Regions from separate parts of the Mus musculus genome. Here region 2 is linked to region 1. Evidence: chromatin contacts called from public capture Hi-C data. All regions are on one chromosome and are shown on one strand. Each heading gives the region's core, a stretch centred on a gene start, on an enhancer-like site or on the middle of the called end of the contact. The rest is flanking DNA. Distances are from core to core; before and after follow the strand shown.

Region 1 (5,555 bases), core at 1,045-3,544:
CTTCTGCCAATTGGTGGAGCCCACCTCCAGGCCCTGCTGAGAGCCCTTGCTTCCTTAAGACTGGATGGAGTCTGCCTCTGGAATGTGCAGAAACTATCCAGGTGTGTGACTGGGCCCCCCGGTTGTGTCCTGAGATTCTGGCCAGTTAGCTGGCCTGCTTTGTTAAAGGCTTGCAGGGCTGAGACCCATGTGTAAGGAAGAAGAGCATTTGACAGCCACAGACTGCTCCTCGGTGTGCCCAGTAGCACACAGACGAACGTTCAGGATGGTTTTAAAGCTTTAGCGAGAAGGCATAACAGGGTCCCACAGTCAACACCACTACTACAAAAGCACCTCTGAGGACCTGTCTCGTGTTGCTGAGGCAGACTTTCCCCTCATGGAGGACTTCAGAATTCACACACAAGACCTCCAGCCACAGAGAACACATCACATCAGATCAGCCACGGCCCATGCTCCATTTCCATCTGTTGGTACCAGCCAGTCTCTCCACTTTCCCTCTTCTTTAACCACAAGGACTGTCAGGGCACACTGGGAATCCTAGAGGCTGGACTGGCCCTGGCCTGCTGGTCAGCTTTCCTGAGTGGACTCCTGTGAGCCTGAAGCTACCTGTTCCCTTTTCATCCTGTTCCAACCCAATGCTCCACCTGCAAACGGGATCTCAGTCAGTCCAGACGGCACCTCCTGAATCATCTGGTGCTCGGCCAGATGAACTGGGTTGTTCTGTGTAGAGTAGAAAGAGCTTTAAAATGTATTATTAATTGGGGCCAGATTATTTTTTGCAACTGTTACTAAGGAAACCTCAATTGCTATAGTAACTGCATATGTTAAACTGGGATGCTATGACTCAACTTCTACTCAGTCACATGGTTAAAGAGCCACAAGCCAAGGAGGAGAAATATTTCAAAGCATTTCCAGTTTCTTCTTCTTCTATCTCTTTTTTAGCCATCCCATGTCAAAATATTATGAAGTATTGGGAAGCCTGAGAGAGAGATACTTTTGAAATCTGACATGTAGGCAGGGGGTCAGCTCTTACTATAAGCTCTGCATGTCCTCTCCTTTGGGGGGGGGGGGGAGTGTGGTAAGGGAAGACACACCCGGAAGCCAGGGGGAGGCAGGAGGCCCCACAGCTCATTAGGAAGCACTCACAAGCCTGTCTCAGCATTGCCCTGGGCAAGGTACATCTGCGAGCTTCGGCTCCCTCCCCCTTAGGAGAACCTGGACTTTCCGAAAGACCAGTGTTTTCATCTGCAAACCAGAACGGCAAAGTGTGGATCTAATGCACCCAGAGTGCCCTGCAGACCAAATGCATTAGCTCCAGAGGAGTTTAGTGGGAGGCCGAGTGGACCCTGAACAACAGTTAGTTTTAGCTCTCCTCAATCCCTTTTGGTTTGTATTTGTGGTTCCGAGTTCAAAACTCACAGTAGGTGAGACATTGACAAACATAGTGGCAACTCAATTTCTTCCTTTTTCTTTTCTTTTTTCTTTTTGTTTTTCAAGACAGGGTTTCTCTGTGTAACAATCCCTGGATGTCCTAGACTTGCTTTGTAGACCAGGCTGGCCTTGAACTCACAGAGACGTGTCTGCCTCTGCCTCCCGAGTGTTCATACCTGACACAACTAAAGTTTTTATAATTGTTTTATTTACTTTATATCCAATCACAGCCGCCCCCCCCCCAACTTTTTAAAAGTATTGTAGACAGAGCCATCAAGATGGCTCAGAGGATAAGGTGTTTGCTGCCATGCCTGGAGACCTGAGTTCAAATCACAGGGACCCAAGGAAGGAGAAAGCTGACTCCCAACAGTTGTCCTCTAACCTCCACGTGTGTGCTATGTCACATACCGACTTCCTCCATACATGCATACATACACAGAATAAATAAATCAAATAGAATAAAATATATTCTAGGTCAGCAGAAACAGCTCAGTGGTTAAGAGCACTGGCTGTTCTTCCAGAAGGTCTAAGTTCAATTGCCAGCAGCCACATGGAGGCTCACAACTGTCTGTAACTCCAGGTCCAGGGTATCCAATAAATACCCTCTTCTGACACCAGACACACAAAGTATACAGACATACATGCAAGCAAAACACCCATATACATAAAGTATTAATAAAAAAAAATCCTAAGCAGTATGGATCAGCAGCATGAGACCCACTGGGTGAATTTCTTAGAGACAGACTCTCAGACCTACTGCATCACAATCTCAATAGAACAAGGTCAATGGAGATCCAGACTTGCCTTCCGCCAGGGAAGCCCTGGGTGTGGCTGCTCAGCACACAAACTTGGAGAGTCAATGAATGCAGAGGAGAAAGTAAGCAAAGATACACAAAGGTAGGCTTGGTGAATCCCTCCCTCGTACAGCAGGAGGCAGGAGGAGGGCCAGGCAGGCTAGACGGCAATGCTGGCCCGTACAGTCCATGGACACTGCAGCATCTGCCTTCTCAGAAGCTCCCATCATTTGAGGGGATGCCCTTTCTTGCTGCAGCTGGACAGTTAGTTCTCTGCCCAGGCTTTGGATCAAAGCTAAGACAGTCAGTCAGTCTGGTAAAGGCTGCTCTGCTATGAGGCAGAAGTGGGCTACATGGAGGAAAGACAGTGGAATGAGGGGCTCAGCGGCAGAGAGCAGCAGCTGCTTCCCTAGCCCACCTACCCACCCTCTGGATGGGTTCATGTGTGCACTGCTCATGCAGAAGGCACTTACTCTTTCAGTAAATGAATCTCCTTAAACTCAGCCATAACTGCCTTACATCAAAGGCCACTTTTAAAAGGACTCCTCGTTTTGCAAATGCCTGGGCAAAAGAACTATGAACCAATCATTGCTAATCACATTAACTAATAGGTGATTGAATTAAAAACCCAATTAATCTTTTAAAAGAGGGGTCATTAATTCCGACTGTGATAAAAGAGAGAGAACCTTGCAAAAAGCTGTGATCCCTGAGCTGGGCTCTGAAAAATGAATGAGCTGGGGTCCAACAGATGAAGAACAAAAGGAAGAGATCACCCAGAGCAGGCAACAAGGCCAGATTCTCAGGTGTGGTGGATGATGTCAGAAAGGGAAGTGGCCAAGACTGGGGGCGGGACCAGTTCTTGACTCTGCCCACTGTGGCTCTTAGGGAATATTTGGTGGATGGCACAGCTACCTGGCAAGTTAGAATTATACTGGGTGAGAAATGGGGGTAAGAGATGACTCCCAGTGACCTGTGGGTTTGAGAGCCTGCAGGCTCTTGTGTGTGGTGGATTCAATGCAAGAGAGCAAGGGAAGAGCAGAAGAGAGTCAAGGAGAGATCAGGAAAGAATGAAGAGAAGGAAGGGAGACTCTTTTTCAAACATCTAACGGGAATGTCAGGGATGGAGGAAGCCAGTGGCTGGGGCAGATAAGATCTTTCAAGTTCAAGGAATCAGGTCAACCAGAAGATTAGGGGACAATGGGGAGCTCTGGGGACACCCCTCACTCAAAATGCACACATATACATGCATGTACACTCTGGGAAGCAAGCAGAAAAATGTACCCATCACTCATGAAGTCACTGCACTTGAAGTGCCCATGTTCCTGTTCTTCTCCCTCTACATGGCCAGGACCTACCTACCCAGTCCCTAATAAGCTCTTCCCCAGACCGCAGCCTGAAGACAAGTCTTCCAGCCTCTGTCTAGCCAAGGAGATCTTTCTAAAGGGCAAGCAAGAGGGTGGTCACTTCCAAGCTGAGAGCCTGTCCCTGGGACATCTGTTCTCCCTCCACAGGGCAGACAATGCCCCCATCCCTGTCCCCCTCAAATACAATCCTACATCATCACAGGAACCCGGAGGCACAAGGTCTTTTGATTTTTACATTGGTTTAGGGAGTAGGAGGTAGGTAGTGTCTCAAATCCTTTCCAATAAAGCTTTGTCCTGTGTCCTCTGTGACTTTCAAATAACCTTCATGAGAATTGTGCCTTTGAGCCTGGAGTCTACTTCGCTTTTCTAGTAAACACAGCACCCATTTTTCTTTTCTTCTTCTTCCTGTTTTTAATATATAGGGCCAACCATTAGAGACCTTGTCTTTATCTTCTTCAGCCACTCTTCGGAATGGCTGTCACTCTGCAGTTGAGGGCAGCAGTCACAGCCCTTCCAGCCGGCCATGACTGAGTCCCTTGTCACTATCCTAGCCAGGTGTGGTGGCACACGCCTATAATTCTAGAGCTTGGGAGTCTGAGGCAGGGGGACTGTGGGTTTGAGGCCAACAAAACCAAATGAAAATAAAAAACCAAAAAGTGCCCCAGGGGGGTGGGAGAGCTGATGGTGTTTAAAGATTATGTGACTAGAAATGTTGCATTCGGTTTTATTTAATTTCAGGATAGTAAATACACACTGAAATTTAATCTGCCATTTAAAACTGAGTGCACAAGACTGGAGAGGCAGCTCAGCACCTGAGAGTGTGAATTGCTCGTGCAGAGGTGTTCAGTTCTCAGCAAGGGTCAGGCAGCTCACAACCACCCCAGTTCCAGTCTGATGCCATCCTCTAGACTCTCCAAGTACCTGCATTCCTATGTGCACACACACAGACATACATGCATAGCTAAAAATAGAAAGAAATACTTTTTAAAAAGGTATATTAGCCTCACATGACCAAAGCCCAATTCCCCAGGTTAGGGTGCTCTGTCTTATCTTCTACCATAAGCGCTTCACACATATTAACTATATGCTCCTCACTACTCCTATCAAGTAAATATTACTCCCAATTTCAGAATGATTCTTTCTCAGTCACAGAGCCAGTGATCTGGTAGACTTGGACTCCCACCAGGCCATGTGGCTCACCCTCACCTTTAACAAAAATGAACCGGGGCCCTCCTGGCTCACACACATCCATTCCCGGTGTTGGTTCAACCTCCATTCTGGAAGGTCTAACCCTTTTCCCATCCACAGTCCACGGTGAAGTCCTGTGTGCCACACCCACGCCTGCAGTGACACACCCACACCTACCATGCCAGCAGGTGCTTAAACATGCCCGCAGGGGCAGGTGGCAGGGGCAGGGGCAGGTGGCAGAGGGAAATCGGCAAGGGTTGGGAAGTAAAAGAGCAAACTGAGAGAAGCCCAGGCACACCCTACCCTGCCCAACCTTTATGCTGACAGAGCAGTGACCCTGACTGACTGCCGCCAGTAACTGACATCGGGCAGACACCTGCTGCCACCATGGCAACAAGGCTGAAGCACGAATGGAGGGCTGAGACCTTCTCTAAGGGCTTGTTCACTCAGGCTTGCCCAGCCCTGCATAGACACCAGGCAGGCAGAAGTTGCGTGGGTTGGAAGGAGAACCCAGGCTGCCCAGGGAGAATGCAGGGCCACTTCTCTGGTCAGGACAGCCCATGCTCACATACCCAAGACTCTCGGCTAGCCCAATCTGCCAGGTCAGCAGAGAACATGAAGCAAACAGATTTGGCAACATGCAGAGGGCATTAAATATTCATTCCGACTGCCCATCAGTCTGATCCCAGCAGAATACACCCACTGACAAGCAGCCTTCTACCACCGGACGCTGCCTGCCTGGAGGCTTGTTTATTGCTTTGTCAATTTTAATGCACAA
Region 2 (5,432 bases), core at 2,269-4,768, 360 kb before region 1:
CTACCATGGCCTGCAAGGCCCACACAGGTCTGGCGCCTGCCGTCAGTCTCCTGCGAGCTGTTCACCCACACTGGCTCACTTTGCTTTGTTTTGAATAGACCAAGTACATTTCTGCACACCTTGCACCTATTTGTCCCTTGGCTCACAAGCCTTCCGTGCCATATGTCAACATGGCTCAGTCCTCCCAGACCAGCTTAACTCGGCGAGCTCCCCACCACCCTGTTACTGTCCCTATCTGGTTGGCTTGTTTTCCTATTGGAAAATAACTCCACTCAGATGAGGCTTGTTTCAGTTGTTCACTTCTGAATTCTGCACCCAGAACTATGACTTGTGCAGAGCAGATGCTTCATGGATGCTTGATAAATGCAGACTTGGATAGATGGATGGATGGATGAATGGATGGATGGATGGATGGGAGGAAGGAAGATGGGTTTTCATGCATTTGCTGCGTTGAGGCAGGGGAACTGGACTTGATCTCAAGTTTTGCAAGGCTCAGAAGAGGCTCTTCATAAAGCAATTTTGAGATGTTGAAAAATCACAGTGAGAAAGGAAAAGGACCTCTGGCTCCAGAAGCCTGTCTCTGAGAAGTGCCTGCCTCCTCTCTCTGTGCAGCCTGATAGAGCAGACCTGAGAAGGCACACTGATGGGCCTGCATCGCAGCTCCCTACAGCTGGTGTCTGCTATCCTGACTGGGATCCAAGGTGCACTTCGAGGGCTGTGTGGACAACACACACTCTCTCTGCTTGTAAACAATGCTTGTCAGCAAAGCTTTCAGGCTTTCTCCCTTCCTGCCAAGCCTGGGAACAAATAGCAGTGGTCTTGGCAGAAGCCCTCCCTCCCCATTGCTTTGTTTCTGAGTCTAGACCATTCATTTCCTCTCATTCAACAGCTTTGCTCTGAGAGGGAGTCACTTTCCTTTGCCAGCTTTAGCTTTTAAGTCCTCGTAGCTCATGACTCTCCTGTCAGGACCCAACCCGGGGTGCTTGGATACAAAGGAATGAGAGATCAGTGCCGAGTGTCAGGGAACTGTGCCGTAATTGAGCAAATCACATCTCCCAAAGACAGCCCAAACTTGGTCAGAGTTGTAGACTCTCCTCCCCACCTGGAGGGGGATGGGAATATTCTGTGGGGCAGTCAACATTAGGGCGGCTCGAAACAAAACCTAACCTGTGGTTTCAGGCCCAAGAGGCAACCATGGATGGAGAACTCACTTAGTGAGCCATGGGCCCAAAGGGTCTGGACTCCTTTTCTTCTTCACCCCAAGCCCCATAGTCTTCTCTTATTTTGCCCTTTCCTCTTTTGCCTCCTTCTAGAATATTCTCCTTTTGTCTCCGTGGTAATGGTCATCAAAAATGTCCTCTGCCCTTGGGTCTCTCTATGTAGGATTCACATATGTGAAACCTGTCCTTTATGACCAGGACAGGTGTTCCAAACGGAGTAAAGACCTACAGCAGACCAGCAGGAGATGCGCAGGGCACACTTGGCGATCTCTGCTGGCTGACTGAGATCTGCTGCTTGGCTGTGGCAGCCCCGCCTGTGCTGTGCGGTGAAGACGTCAGGGGGCGCTCGCGGCTTCTCTCTGGCTGGCTGCTGACCGTGGCCAATGGCAGCGGAGGAGAGCAGTTCGCCACACTGTGGCCCTCTCCCACCGCAGACAGGCTATCCTGACCCACAGGCTCTCCATGCTCTGGATGAGGCTGGCAAAGGGGAGTGTTGACTCCATGGGGACAGTCACAGTACAGTCCACCCTGGACACACAGCGTGTGTCCCCCACCCAGTGCAAGCGTCCCCCACCCAGCTCGGCACAAAGACAACAGATGGGTGGAGGGTGAGAATGTTCCAGAAAAGAACAGTTCAGGCCCCTAAAATCCACGGATATGTGTTCTGTACATTTCCTGTTCTTTGTGCTTTATCTCATTTCATCCCTCCAACCATCCTTTGAACCAGGGTAGGCATTATCAATTTATTCATAAACATTTGAGAATCACAGACCAAAAAAAAAAAAAAAAAAAAAAAATCCAAGGTCACCGCCTGGGCATGCGTATAAGTCATCACTAGTCATTCACAGTGCAGGTGACAGAGAGGCACGTGGAGAAGCCGACCAGGATGGCTTTCCAAGTGGAAACCTCCCCTGTTCCTGGCTTGGTCTGAGGGGAGGGGGTGGGGCATGTTCCTGCCCTTGCTTGACCCGCCCTGTCAGCCCTGTCCGCAGCAGCGGGTCCTCCCAGAAGGTAGATGGGCGGAGCTCTTGAGGTGACAGATGGGGGAGGAAGACTTCTTAGGATTTGCCCTGGACTGAAAATTTCTGGTCGCACCTTTGAACCCTGTAAAGTCCTCAAAGCCTTCTGTTTCAGAAGCTAATCACGCGCTCTCTCCACGGGCCCGGTGACCTTTGCAATGCAGTTAGCCTTTGTTTGCTTTTCTTAAAAGGCCTGCAATTTATGATCCGAACAATGCCCCTTAGGCCAGGAAGAAAGGAATTTGAGGGTCCAGAAAGACTTGGTTTTCTTCCAGCCCTTCACCTCTGAAGCCATAGTTCCTCAATAACAGTGTATAACATTAAGACTGGGAGTACAGGGCAGGGGATTGATCTATAGCTTTGTGTCTCGTGGAGACCCTAGCAAACAAGAATATCCCAAGGATGGCAACAATAAAATCCAATCTACCAGCATCGTGCACCGAAGGGGAGGCTCGTATTTTCGGGTATGACTTGTTAACCAGTTATGCGTGAATGTGGAGAGGGGCATGGATTAGGGAGCTTTCTGTTCAAACAGAAGGGCTGACAAAACCATGGAATCTCAAATCGTCAGACATTCAACGGCCTTTTCTAAGAACCATGGGAGACAAAATGTCTACCTGATCCAGCAAGTCATAGGACACCGGCCACCACCACCCCATCCCCAGCTTAGACGGTCCCAATCCTCCTTTTGTCCTTAGTGAAGGAAGGAGCCTCCCAGTCCCTTGCCAGGCCAGCATTCTGCAGGTTGGAATCCTGCAGGCTACCTCCAAAATCGCCCTAGCTGGGGGGTAGAGGTGCACACAATTAATCTCAGCATTCAGGAGGCAAAGGCAGCTGGGTCTCTATGAATTCATGGCCAGTCTCGTCTACATAATGAGACTCCATACACGACAAAATGAACTCCACCCCCCTTAGTTGGGTCCTCCTGACTATTTATGGCTCAGGGGTCCAGAGGGACAGGCTGGGCCACTCGTGTAGCTCATATTTTGGCAACCAGCTGGAGATTTTCACAAAGCAGTTCCCACTCAAACCTGTGATGCACAGAGCAAACACACCGAGTGGCGTTGGCTGCCAGACCCTCCCCGCTCTGTTTTCTCTTCCTAGCACCTGACCTTAGCACTTCAATGTCATCTTTGAAGTCTCGCAATCCATCAGCGGCCATGTTCCTGACACACAAAAGCATTATCTGTGACGTATGTTCCTATTAATAGTACCAGCATCTCTGCCTGGACACCCTTGTCACCTGTTAATGTGGGCTCCTGCTGCCAACACCCCACCCCCAACCTTAGCAGCCCCATATCTCTCACTCCCCACCCAGAGCCACTGATCCACAGGTCTGGCCAGCCTCTCCTTTGGGCAGGAACTGCAGTGGACACTTAGGGACCCCTACGAAACAGTTCTCTCACAGTATGGCCAGACACACACACACACACACACACACACACACACACACACAGAGCTTTCTGCCGTCTCCTCCATATTCAGTCTGGAACTTGAGTGATCCTTCTTCCAGCCTGTAAAATCTCCAGCCTTTTCAGGAAGGCTCAGCTCTAAGGCTCCCTTTTCTCAAAGCTTTTCAGAGGCTAGGGCAGGGTCCTGGGTTCACTATCTGAGACCAACAAAACAAACTTTCGCTAAGGATCTCATTCTCCTTTGTTTATTCAGCCAAAAATAGGTATTGTGCACAGACATCAAGCCAGATTCTCTTCCAGGCACCGGAACTTCAATGGCAAATGAGAGCGTTGAGTTCTGTCTGCCCTTGGGGAGCTTGCTGTTACTAGGTGACAGAACTAAACAGGTAAATAAAACCCTGGAGACTGCAGGTGGGCGGTGGGAGGAGTCCGGGTATTGCTTGCACCACTGTCTTCTTGAGCCCTACTTGTGTCACGAAGTTGTCCCTTAGCATCCTCAAGGAAATCTGAGTCCCACTGATCTTAGAAACTTCCCTGATAGCCAGCTTCATCACATCTGTCTCTGTGATGGACCCTTCTAACTGTCGACTGGACAGGGGTTGGAATCACCTCTGAGCATGCCTGTGCGGGAGCTTCCAGAAAGGCTTAATCCAGGGAGGACCTTGAATGTAGGTGATGCCTTGCCACGGGCCCAGGTGAAAAAGAGAAAGCCACACAAGTACCCTCACGCCCCTGTCTCTGCTTCCTAATCCACTCAGATATGCAGAAGCCTCCTCCACCAAACCTTCCCGGCCACGATGGACTCTAGCTCCAAACCACCTGCCCCAAATAAACCCGTCTTCCTTGAAGTCACTTCCCATCACTCATTTAGACACAGAAGAGAGAAAAGCAACTTAGCTTGTGGGCCATATAACACAAAAAGCAAATCCCTTAATCTTTCTAAGGCATCATTTTATAAATGAGGACCAGCCGGGCAGTGGTGGCGCACGCCTTTAATCCCAGCACTTGGGAGGCAGAGGCAGGCGGTCTCTGAGTTCGAGGCCAGCCTGGTCTACAGAGTGAGTTCCAGGACAGCCAGGGCTACACAGAGAAACCCTATCTCGAAAAAACAAAAACAACAACAACAACAAAAAAAAAACCCAAAAAACAAACAAACAAAAAATAAGGACCATAGATTATATATGTAGCGGGGGTGGGGGGGGGGGTGGGGGGGGGTTGCCAGATGACAACTTTCAGGGGTCAAGTCTCTCTTTCTATCCAATGGGCCTTAGGGGTTGAACTCAGCTCACCAGGTTTGAAGCAAGTTCCTTTGCCAGCTGAGTCATTTTGCTGGCCCTGAAAATGGTTCTCACGAAGCCTGCCTTACTGACCTGGAACTCCAAGGGAGACGAGGAGGGCAAAGCGCTAAGCTAACTGAAGAGGAAGTACCCCCCTCCTTCCTGTCATGAAACTGTCCCTGGACAGACTGTGCTCTGGATCCAATGGAGTAAGCTACCCACCCCAATGCAGACACCGTTCGGGACAGAGGGATCTTTAAAAATCTTACATCTAAATCCACCCTTCTAGATTATGCTGAAGGAAGAGCCTATATGTTCCCAGGACACCCCTGAGCTGCCCGAGGAGTGAGTGTTTCTGCCTTACCCCTCCTGCATCGCAGGGTTCTGCTTCCTTTTAGTCTTTAGGGTTTGCTTCTTCACACACGGAAGCCTTAGGATTGTCCTGGCTGGAAGGCATGCCCTCTGCTTTGTGAACTAGAAAATAGGAGACAACATGACTGCAGG

The links. Capture Hi-C pulls out chosen DNA fragments and counts their contacts.
Region 2: a contact with region 1 is called in a capture Hi-C map of embryonic stem cells, with 3 times the contacts expected there. The contact joins two enhancer-like sites. A contact is called at or near these places in 3 of 484 Hi-C or Micro-C datasets (bone marrow-derived macrophages, cerebral cortex and palatal mesenchyme), 5 of 115 datasets of contacts at active chromatin or transcription factors (T-cell acute lymphoblastic leukemia, bone marrow-derived macrophages, embryonic fibroblasts and 2 more) and 1 of 9 other capture datasets (embryonic stem cells).

Annotation. Positions count from the first base shown.
Region 1 is chr3:101,444,155-101,449,709 of GRCm38.p6, reverse strand. All of the region lies in intron 7 of Igsf3 (immunoglobulin superfamily, member 3), which reads right to left. Among named protein-coding and RNA genes, the nearest start is that of Gm40109, 61 kb to the left of the region's middle. Within about 2 kb of position 2,294, at least 35 of the 459 cell types and tissues checked have an H3K27ac peak or open chromatin away from gene starts, as enhancers often do. A contact at or near this core is called in embryonic stem cells, where this site is marked.
Region 2 is chr3:101,802,522-101,807,953 of GRCm38.p6, reverse strand. No RefSeq gene overlaps it. Among named protein-coding and RNA genes, the nearest start is that of Gm33381, 23 kb to the left of the region's middle. Within about 2 kb of position 3,518, at least 72 of the 459 cell types and tissues checked have an H3K27ac peak or open chromatin away from gene starts, as enhancers often do. A contact at or near this core is called in embryonic stem cells, where this site is marked.